2 separate regions of the Sus scrofa genome follow, and region 2 is linked to region 1. Evidence: chromatin contacts called from public Hi-C data. All regions are on one chromosome and are shown on one strand. The core of a region is the stretch at or near the end of the contact, and the rest is flanking DNA. Distances in the headings are between cores, read along the strand shown. Region 1 holds the start of ZBTB22 (zinc finger and BTB domain-containing protein 22). Region 2 holds the start of ZBTB9 (zinc finger and BTB domain-containing protein 9).

Evidence for each region. A called contact is a pair of places that touch in the nucleus more often than the background predicts.
Region 2: a Hi-C map of liver shows a contact between it and region 1, with 4 times the contacts expected there. The contact joins the promoter of ZBTB9 here to the promoter of ZBTB22 in region 1. A contact is called at or near these places in 3 of 47 Hi-C or Micro-C datasets (heart right ventricle, liver and skeletal muscle) and 1 of 2 datasets of contacts at active chromatin or transcription factors (alveolar macrophages).

The regions. Positions count from the first base shown.
Region 1 is chr7:29,673,847-29,678,666 of Sscrofa11.1, forward strand. ZBTB22 (zinc finger and BTB domain-containing protein 22) reads right to left here and starts at 2,768. Exons shown (of 2, transcript XM_001927786.4): 1 at 2,410-2,768; 2 at 1-1,747. The coding sequence starts at 1,679. It overlaps DAXX (death domain-associated protein 6), which reads right to left. Exons shown (of 8, transcript XM_021098591.1): 4 at 4,705-4,820; 5 at 4,359-4,545; 6 at 3,696-4,170; 7 at 3,317-3,539; 8 at 3,008-3,220. The coding sequence ends at 3,161.
Region 2 is chr7:29,752,829-29,757,544 of Sscrofa11.1, forward strand. It overlaps ZBTB9 (zinc finger and BTB domain-containing protein 9), which reads left to right and starts at 1,901. Exons shown (of 1, transcript XM_003128343.4): 1 at 1,901-4,716. The coding sequence starts at 2,337. The coding sequence ends at 3,743.

The DNA.
Region 1 (4,820 bases), core at 1,518-4,017:
ATGAAGCTGTCTCGCCACATGAACTTCTTGGCGCAGACGCCGCACTCGTAGGGCTTGAGGCCTGTGTGAGTCTTCATGTGCTCCGTCAGGTGATGCTTCATCTTGAACTTCTTGTTGCACACGGGGCAGTCAAAGGGCCGCAGGTTCAGGTGCATGTTCACGTGCCGATCGCGCATGCTCTTATGGGAGAAGGCCTTCCCGCAGTGGCACAGAAAGATCTTATTTCCATCCCCACTGCCTGTTCCTCCAGGGGTCCCACCAGTGCCACCCGGCATGCCCAGGGCCCCTGCTGACGCGCCCCCCAGCGTCACAGCCCCGTGTTCAGTTTGGTTCCCTGGTGGCTGGCCTGGAGCCTGTGAGGAGGAGGAGGAGGTGGATGAAGAGGATGGGAAGACTAGGATCTGGTTGCCCTGCATGTCCAGCGGAAGCAGGGGCCTAGGAGGGTGGGAGGGAGCATAGGAGGAAGGGGTTGGTCCCCCTGAATCCTCAAGCCCCCCTCCGGGACCCCCACTCTCATAGGGGCCAAAGTCATTGGAGGACTCACAGAAATTGACCTGCTCCTCTCCCTTGTCTGGAGGCTCAGACAGGGTCCGGACATCACTAATGCTAAGGGTCGTCTCAGGTTCTCCCCCTGGTGGAACATGGGAGCCACCCCCCAGCTCTTCATCTTCATCATCCTCACAGGTCAACACCAAGTCTTCCTCCTCCTCATCTTCCTCCAGGTCTGGGTCTTGGGGAGCCAGGGGTGCTGGTGCGGGGCAGGTTCCACCCCGCTTCACGTACACCCAGTGTTTCTGTGGTACGATGCTGGGGGGTGCATAGACCGGCCGCCGGAGCCCAGCCCCAGGGACCACCGCCCCCCTCCCATCCCCGCCATCATCACACAGCTCATCTGCCTCCAGCAGCAGCTTCCCAGAGGTAGCCCCTCCACTGCCAACCACCGGGGCTGGGAACACAGGGCCACCACCTCGACGCTCCCCGCTGCCCACTGCAGAAGCCGCAAAAGCCTCTTGGGATGAAGAGGAGAAATCAGTGGACTCCCGGGGGCTGAAGTAGTTGCTGCTGCTGGGGGACTGATTCTCACTGGCCCGGCTGGAGGCATGAGAGCGCACGGAGCCCACAGCAGCAGGGGCTACACTGCCCCCACTCCCGGGGGGGACCCCTGCACCAGGGACAGTGACGGATGTTGCTGCAGCAGTAGTGACGGTGGTGGTGGTGGCTGAAGCCCGGCCCTCTCGGAGGAGTTCAGTGCACTTGTCCACGATGTGCCACATCTGGAGCACAGACCCCACTGTGAGGAAGTTGACAATGTCGGCAGCGGCCATGCTGAGCCGGCCAGTGTAAGCTGAAGCCAACACAGTCTCGAAGGCTCCGGGGTCCATGACGCTGGGCAGTGAGATGGAGGTCATGCCCTTGAGTAAGACCTGGTCGTGGAAATAAGGGGAGGACGCAGCCAAAACAGCACGATGAGCCCTGAACTCCCGTCCCTGCACTCGGATGGACACATCACAGAGCTGGCCCTGCAGCCGCTGTTGATTGAGGGACTCCAGGAGGGCACTGGTCACCTCAGGGAAGGACACGTGTACCACCGCAGCCGCAGGCAGGGGCAGTGGCGGGGGGGCCAGTGATAGAGGCAGAGGGAGTGCGGCCCCACCCGGAGACATAGGAGATGGCTCCATGGTGTGGAGGGGAGGGGTACCCCCCAGCCACAGGAACAAGGGGAGGAGGAGGGCGGCCGGGGGGGTCTCTGGAAAGGAAAAGAAAGAAGAAAGATAACATCTCATAATGACACAGCCCTGTACAGTTTAAAAGCTTGTTCGCACTTATTCTCCAAGTAACTTCCCACAACGACACTGTAAGGTGGGTATTCCTGTCAACCCCACTTGACGGATGAGGAAACTGAGGCTCAGAAAGAGTAAGAGATTATCCAAGGTCACACTAGTAAGGGGCAGCGCCCACAAATGCAGGTGTTCTAACTGCAAATCCAGTGCTCCTTCCTTGTAGGTTAAGAGAAACAAGAAGCTCTTGGGGAGCTGGGTGCCTCCCTTCAGAAATTCACAATTGCCTGAGAGCTTGAGTTTCCAAAATTTACCCTTTTGGAGTTTTGTACCTTTTCCTTGGTAGGGGCGCAGGTCAGCTCTCAGTATTGAAAACCACCGCTCTCTCCATTTCCCTTTAGGCTAAGACCCCTGGATCTTTTGCCGGCCACGCCCCTTGCCCCCAGTTATCGCTAACCACGCCCGTTTTCGACCACGCCCACCATAGACCCGCCCCCACGGCCTTTTGGCTCCGCCCCCTGTGTACCCCCGCCCACATCGGACTCCGCCCCCCTCTGCTCCGCCCCAAGCGCTACAACGATCTCCTCTCCCACCCGGAAGGCGCCCCCCAACCCCGCGCGTCCCCGCTTACCGGGCCGCGCGCCCCCGGGCCCCCCGCCCCTCACTCGGCGGCCAGAGCCGCAGCCCGGGCCCCTCCCGCCGCCATCTTGCGCCGACTCCCTCCGCCCTCCGCCTCCGCTTCGCCTCCCGCCTCTCCGGCTTTAAAGGCACAAGCCGGCACCCCGCCCGAGCCGCTGGGCAATACTCGGCCGACTCGGCCACTTCTCCTTTAACGAACCACGGCCTCATTCCATCTTAAAGGTACCGGGTCTCTTCCGCCGCTGGGGGCTCAGGACACGGTTCGGCCGAGGCTCTCCTTCCCCTTTAATTCCGTAAGCCTGCCTCTTCCCAGTGGCAAGGAGTCCAGGCCCTCGCCGCCTGGCCCCGCCCCTGTGCTGTGGTCATTAGCGGGACTGTGGGATCTCCTCGCAGTGGCCTCCTAGCTTGACAGTCCCCCAAGCCCCGCCCCACACAGGCCTGGATTGGCCGACTCACTCCGAGTCGGCCCCCTGATTGGCCGCCCCGAGTGGGAAAGTAAAGTCCGCCTCGAGTCGGGCGGAGGGCGCGGGGTCCATCCGTCCCAGGCCTGAGACTAGACAGCCGCCAGGGCAAGACAAGGAAGACATGGGTACCATAAGAAAAGAACTTTATTGTTTATTAATGTTTCTGTGTAAAACTTAAGCTTTGTGTTTTTAAAAGAAACCACCAAACGGGGACCAGCTCAGTGCCTCCTGCCTCCATCCTCTGTCCCGAGCGCAGTGGAGCAGGGAGCGCGGGGGCAGCTAGTCGGAGTCCGAGAGCACGATGATCTCCTCGGGGTCGCACTGCGTGGCCACACTCATCTGCGGGGAGCGAGACGGTCAGCACGGCCCGGGGCGGAGGGGAGGGCTGCGGTGGGCGCGCCAGGAACCGAGTCGGGGGACAGCTTCCCCTCTCACCTTACAGGTACTGGGTCTGGAGGGCTGGGCCTGGGGGTTCTGGGCCAACCGGGCTGGACATGGGCTAGAGAGGGAGCTGGTCACCAGGCCGTGGCTGGGAGAGTCCACCCTGGTCGAGGAGTCAGCAACCGGAGCCACGGAGGCCAAGGGGGAAGGGGGGCTGGGCAGGGCCCGCGTCCTCTTCCCCTCCTTCTCTCGCACTGCCCTTGGCCTTGCCACGCAGCTGAGGACAGAAACGTATGGTGTGGAGGCTTAGGGCAGCCTGAGGCTGCGAGGCAGCGTCCACTTCTCCCAGCAGCCTGGGCTCCGCAACAGTGCCCTCAGAAAGCCCCCCGCAGGCCCTCCTTGGCTTCCCTCTTGCTCCTCCTTGTGCAGTTACCTGTTTCCTAATGGCCCTGTTTCTCTTGGCTTCTCCCTCCGAGATTTCTTGCAGGGGGGAATGCAGTCCCCCCAGGTGTGTGGAGAGACACCGCCATTGAAGGAAGTGGAGGTGACCATGGCTGCTCCGTTCTCCAGGACAGTGGTGAGGGGCTCCTCGGATGGCTTCCTGGAAGACGACACATCCCTCTCCTCAGGGGACGGGGTAGTATCCAGGGGCAAGGCTTCAATCTCTAGCTCAAAGAGCTGAGACGCAGGGCTCTCCTCCTCCAGGGGCAACTCCTCAAGACGCTCGCCACTGCTTTCAGCATCAATGCTGGAGGGGGCCGGGGGCTCTTCTGACAGTGAAGATGGCGACACCCCAAGTGCTTTGCTTCGCTGCTCCCCTGAAGACCTGCTGATCCCTTTGCCAGGCTCCATGTTCTTCTCAGTGGAGATCTGTAGTGGGGACATGGGGCTCTTATCTCCATCCTTATCTGGAAAAGAAAAGAGGAGAGGATAGAGTAAGAACTAGGGGAAGAGAAGTGCTGAGAGGATGGGAAGGATCTCAGATGATGGGGCTGGTGCCCAACAGTCGAGGGAGCTGACACACGAGAAGACTGTCTTCCTGACATACCTGCTTCCTCCTCCTCCTCCTCCTCCTCCTCTTCATCGTCCCCCTGACCTTCCTGCATCTGTTCCAGATCCTCCTCCTCTTCTTCGGAATCTGTGGCCTCCTCGTCTTCCTCCTCATCCTCCTCCTCTTCTTCCTCGTCCTCCTCCTCCTCCTCATCACTTTCCTCATCTTCCTCATCATCTGTCTCAGCCTTGGAAGTGGTCGAGCACTCCTGGGAGGCCATCCCACTAGGGCCCTTCGGGGGACAAAGGAGTTTCTCTAAGGAATCCCTTGCCCCCTTGAGGGACTGGTTCTTGCATCCCTTCTGCACACTCCGCCATCAGTCCCAAGGACTCCCTCCTGGCCAGTGCAGGGGAAGGACAGGGTCTCTCTCAAGGGTGTGGCCCTTCCATACCTCGCCAGAATCCAAGGAGGCTTTGGGGGGTTCTGCAGAGTGGGCAGAGGTGGCCTGGGGGAGCCGAGCCCTTCTCTTCTGTCTCTCGCCCTCCTCACTCTTGTCTTGCATCATTG
Region 2 (4,716 bases), core at 651-3,150, 78 kb after region 1:
TGGGGGTGGTCTCCCCTTCTTCCCATACCTGATCTGCTCTTGGCTGGTCCCAGAGCGGGGTGAGGGGGCTTATGCCCCCCCCTCCCCCAGTGTGTTGGGTGGGGCACAGTTGAGGTTAGGGTGAGGGGTTAGGGTTTGGGAGGGGGTGTCTGTAGGGGAGAACTCCCCTGGCACACACAGCCCCCCTGCCCCTGCCCCTCTCTGCTTGGTCTCTACTCCCAGGGGGAGGGGGAACTTACTCTAGGAAAAGCCATGTCTCTCTCCCCCAGGGTGGGGGAACCTGTGTTGGAGGAGGGGTGTTGGGGGCCCCCTTCCATGACTCTGTCCCCGGGGGGGAGGCAGGACTGGGCTGGGCTTCCCTCTCATCCTCCCCCCCCTCCCCAATCCCCTTCCTCCTCCCTCCCGCCAGCTCCACAATTTTTCGGTGTTTCTCTGTACATAGCTCTCTGGCGGGATAGGGGAGGTAGGGTGGATGGGGTTTGGGGGGGCTAGGTCACAGGAGGGAAGAGGCCCCTCCTTGGCATCCCCTTTTCCCCGACTGCCGCCCCCTCCCCAGCCTAGTCCCTCACCCCTTCTTGCGTTTGGTATTGAGACTCTTCCCAGACTCCACTCTTCTTTCTTTTGTATGGACAGTTCCCCTTCAGTCCCATCCCCTACACACCTACACCCAGCCGGGGCCAAATTTATACTTATATAAAAGTTGTAAATATGTGAAATTTTATCCCTGTGCCCTTTCCTCGCTTTCCCAACCTCAGATCCTACCCCTGGACTCCCCCTTCCTCTTCTCTTTGGCTGTTGTAATTATCTGGGGTTTGTACTGTACATATCCGGGGTGTGTGTGTGTGGGCTGGGGGCGACCCCTCTGTACAGAGCTTCCTGGCCCCCTGCCCCCCAGACTTTCCTCCCCACCCACACCCTAAGGGTAGGAGATATTCTTCCTACCTGTTTTATTTTGTTTTCTCGTTCTCCCTCCCCACCCCACCCTACCCCCAGACTACTCTATCCCCCACCACTGCCTCTTTTTCTCCACTCCCAGCCCCATTTCCTTTTTTTCTGGAGTGTGTGGTGAAACAAAAATCATGTTTAATAAACGGAGATTGTTCTTTTATCGCTGCGCTGACTTTCCTAGGCCGGGACCTCTAGGAGGACCAGCAGAGCGATAGGATCTGCTTTTTGAAGGGAATGTTGACAGCCTGGGAGCAACTCTATGTCCCTGCGTGGTGCCACAGGCTTCCCCTAGGATATCCCTATCCCAACCAGCGAGGAGACTTACTGTCTGAGGGAGGGGGCTTTGCACTGGCCCAGCTTACCCAGTCCATCTCCCCTCACCACTGCACCACTTAACCCGAGTAAAGAGGTCAAGGAACATAGCATTCCCTTATAAAAGATGCCAAGTATATGTTTACGCACACCTCAAAACAATCACCTAGAAAGGGAAATTTATTTAACTGCTGGTTAGAATGCTCCCGTGCGTAATGGGGAAAAGACTGTGGTTCCTTGGCGGATCTGGGTTCCAACCCCAGGCCCGCCGCTCGCGATTTCCCCCGAGGAGACTCAGGATTGGCAACACCTATCTCGCAGGTGGCCGGGGGCGAGGGTACAAGGTGATGGGGAGCATTCCCTAGCCCATACTGCGGGTGCCACTTGGTCGCGCCCTCTCAGCACCTGCCGGAGGGGGGCGCTACATCTAATTACCGGAAAGGCTCCCGGGTCGCTCACTCCGTCGGGGTGCGCCGTTCTGCGGCTGGGCCTCCAGACCTGCCGTCCGGGTGGAAGCCGCGGTCTCCCACCCTCATCGCCCTCTCCCGTACAACCAATCAGTGCGAGGCTTGTAGATCGGCGCTCCCCGATTGGCTGCAGCTCCGGCCCCGCCCTCTGCGTCGGCGTCCGGCGGGGAGGCGGCGACTTCCGGTCGGGGCGGCGAGGTGGCTGTAGAGGCGCTCGGGACGCCGCGGGGGCCGCGTGTGTAGCGGCGGGGGCGTGGCGGCGGGAACTTGGCCGGCGCTCGTGGTCTCCCCGGCGGCGACCGCCTGGGAGCCGGGCAGTCTGAGCGCACGAGTGGGAGCGAAGCGGCGGGCGGGAGCCGACCCGGCCGGCGATCCCGGCTCGTGGCCGAAGGATTCATCCCCCCCCAGGCCTTGAGGTTAAAGCCGCGGTCGGTGCTTTGGCGTGGAGACTGTTTTGGCTTCCTCTGCGGGGCAGTGCGGGGGCATTCGGGGAGACGCGGTGCCCCCAGCACGGCTCCCGCGACCCTTCTCTCCTTCCTAGCGTCCGTCCCGCGCCGGCCTGCCCCGTCGCCTGTACGCGACCCTCGGAGATCTCTTACCCACGAGGCCATGGCTGCCTCGACGCCTGTGCCTCCCGGGGCCCCCTCCCCCGCCTGCAACCCTGCCCCGCGGACGATCCAGATCGAGTTCCCCCAGCACAGCTCCTTGCTGCTGGAAGCCCTGAACCGCCACCGGCTGGAGGGGAAGTTCTGTGACGTGTCCCTCCTGGTTCAGGGCCGCGAGCTTCGGGCACACAAAGCAGTGCTGGCGGCTGCCTCTCCTTACTTCCATGACAAGCTGCTTTTGGGGGATGCGCCACGGCTCACTCTGCCCAGTGTCATTGAAGCCGATGCCTTCGAGGGGCTGCTGCAGCTCATTTATTCAGGGCGCCTCCGTCTGCCACTGGATGCCCTCCCAGCCCACCTGCTTGTGGCCAGTGGCCTCCAGATGTGGCAGGTAGTAGATCAGTGCTCAGAAATTCTTAAAGAACTGGAGAACTCAGGTGGTGGACTTTCAGCCCGGGCAGCCACCCCTTTCCACGCACTTCTTTCCACCACAGCCTCTCCAGGAGGCTGGTGCATTCGCTCTTCCTCTTTCCAGACCCCAGCGCAGGCTTCGGCTTCTACTGAGAGCCCCGTCGTAGGGGACGGCAGTGAACTGGGAGAGGTGTTGCAGATTCAAGTGGAGGAAGAGGAGGAGGAGGAAGAAGAGGAGGAAGAGGAGGGCCAGAGGTCGGCAGCATCCTCTCAGACTCCGCAGCCTCCAAGAGCATCAGGGAGCTTTCCCCGCCCTCCTGGATCCCACACGCTGCCCACATCCAGTACTCCACGCAGGCTTCCAGAGGGTGACAGCGCTCTGCTGGAGCCTCCTGCCCCTCACACTGCGCTGCCCCCCAAGATATTCTACATTAAGCAGGAACCCTTTGAGCCCAAGGAGGAGATAGTAGGAGGCGGAACGCAATCTGGAGGATCGAAGGAAGAGACCGGAGTGCTTCCTGCAGGGGACGTGGAAGGGAACGGGGAGCTGGGCTTCTTGCTGCCCTCAGGCGCAGGGTCAACATCGGGAGGAGGAGGTCCATCCTGGAAGCCGGTGGATCTTCATGGGAATGAAATCCTGTCGGGGGGTGCGGGCCCTGGGGGAGCAGGGCAGGCTGTGCATGGGCCTGTGAAGCTGGGGGGGGCACCGCCTGCAGATGGAAAGCGCTTTGGCTGTTTGTGTGGGAAGCGGTTTGCGGTGAAGCCGAAGCGTGACCGGCACATCATGCTGACCTTCAGCCTTCGGCCCTTTGGCTGTGGCGTCTGCAACAAGCGCTTCAAGCTGAAGCACCATCTGACGGAGCACATGAAGACCCACGCAGGAGCCTTGCACGCCTGTCCCCACTGCGGCCGTCGGTTCCGAGTGCATGCCTGTTTCCTTCGCCACCGAGACCTGTGCAAGGGCCAGGGCTGGGCCACTGCTCACTGGACGTACAAGTGACTGCTGAGGCTGTGTGCTGACTCCCAGGACAAGGGAGCCCCTGCTGCTGATGGAGCCCCTGCTTATCCTCACTACCCTGGCACCCCAGTCTGGGGTCTCGTTAATCATGCCCAAAGGGTAGATAATTAATGAGCCTCATGGTCTTGGGTGTGGGCGTCAACCTGGCAGATTTGGAAGTTCCAGTTCCTTCTCTCAGCCCGGGTTCTTGCTGACTATCCTACAGGAAAATGGCTTATAGCCATTCGTAAATTGATCACTTGTCCATGCTATGGTTTCATGCAGGAAATCGTATTTCAAAGTAGTTGATCTGATGAGAGAAGAGTTAGAGCAGAAAACCGTAATGGTAAATGTTTCATTCACGCTCTTTTGAGTTAAAGGAGCTGGTCTCCATCCAGAGATACATTTGATTCAGAGTCCTGGTAATTCAGAGACTAAGTGCTAAGCTCTCCTCCCTCATCATTGCGGCAATTATGTGAGTAGAGTTCTTTTGATATCCTCCTTTTGTCGTATCTTTCCATGAGCTCTTTAGATCCTCAATTGTGTTCTCACCAGTAGGAACTTTTCCAACACCTGTCTCTGTACGTTGTAGTTGAGCACTTTAACCAGTCGAGCATTCTGCGGGTCACTTAGAACAGTCTTTAGTGGAGGGCACTCCCTCTACAGTCTGTGCCTCTTCTCTGCCTTTGACCCCCCTGATCACTCAGGTGATCACGGTGACTGGAATGTGACCAGGGGACTCAGGGGGTGGCCCCTGACCATCTCAGGGGTTGCACCACTGCTCTGAACAAGTGGTCACGGTCAGAGGGACTCAGGGCTGAGATGGCGCATGCTGAAAACTAGAGAATAATTGCACAGCGGGACCATAGCCCCTCTCCTTCCGTCCCACCCACACGCGACAGCCCTTGGTGGACAGGTAGAAGGGTAGATATTGGAGTGGGGAGATTGGTGTAGGTGTCTTAATTTCTTCAAATAA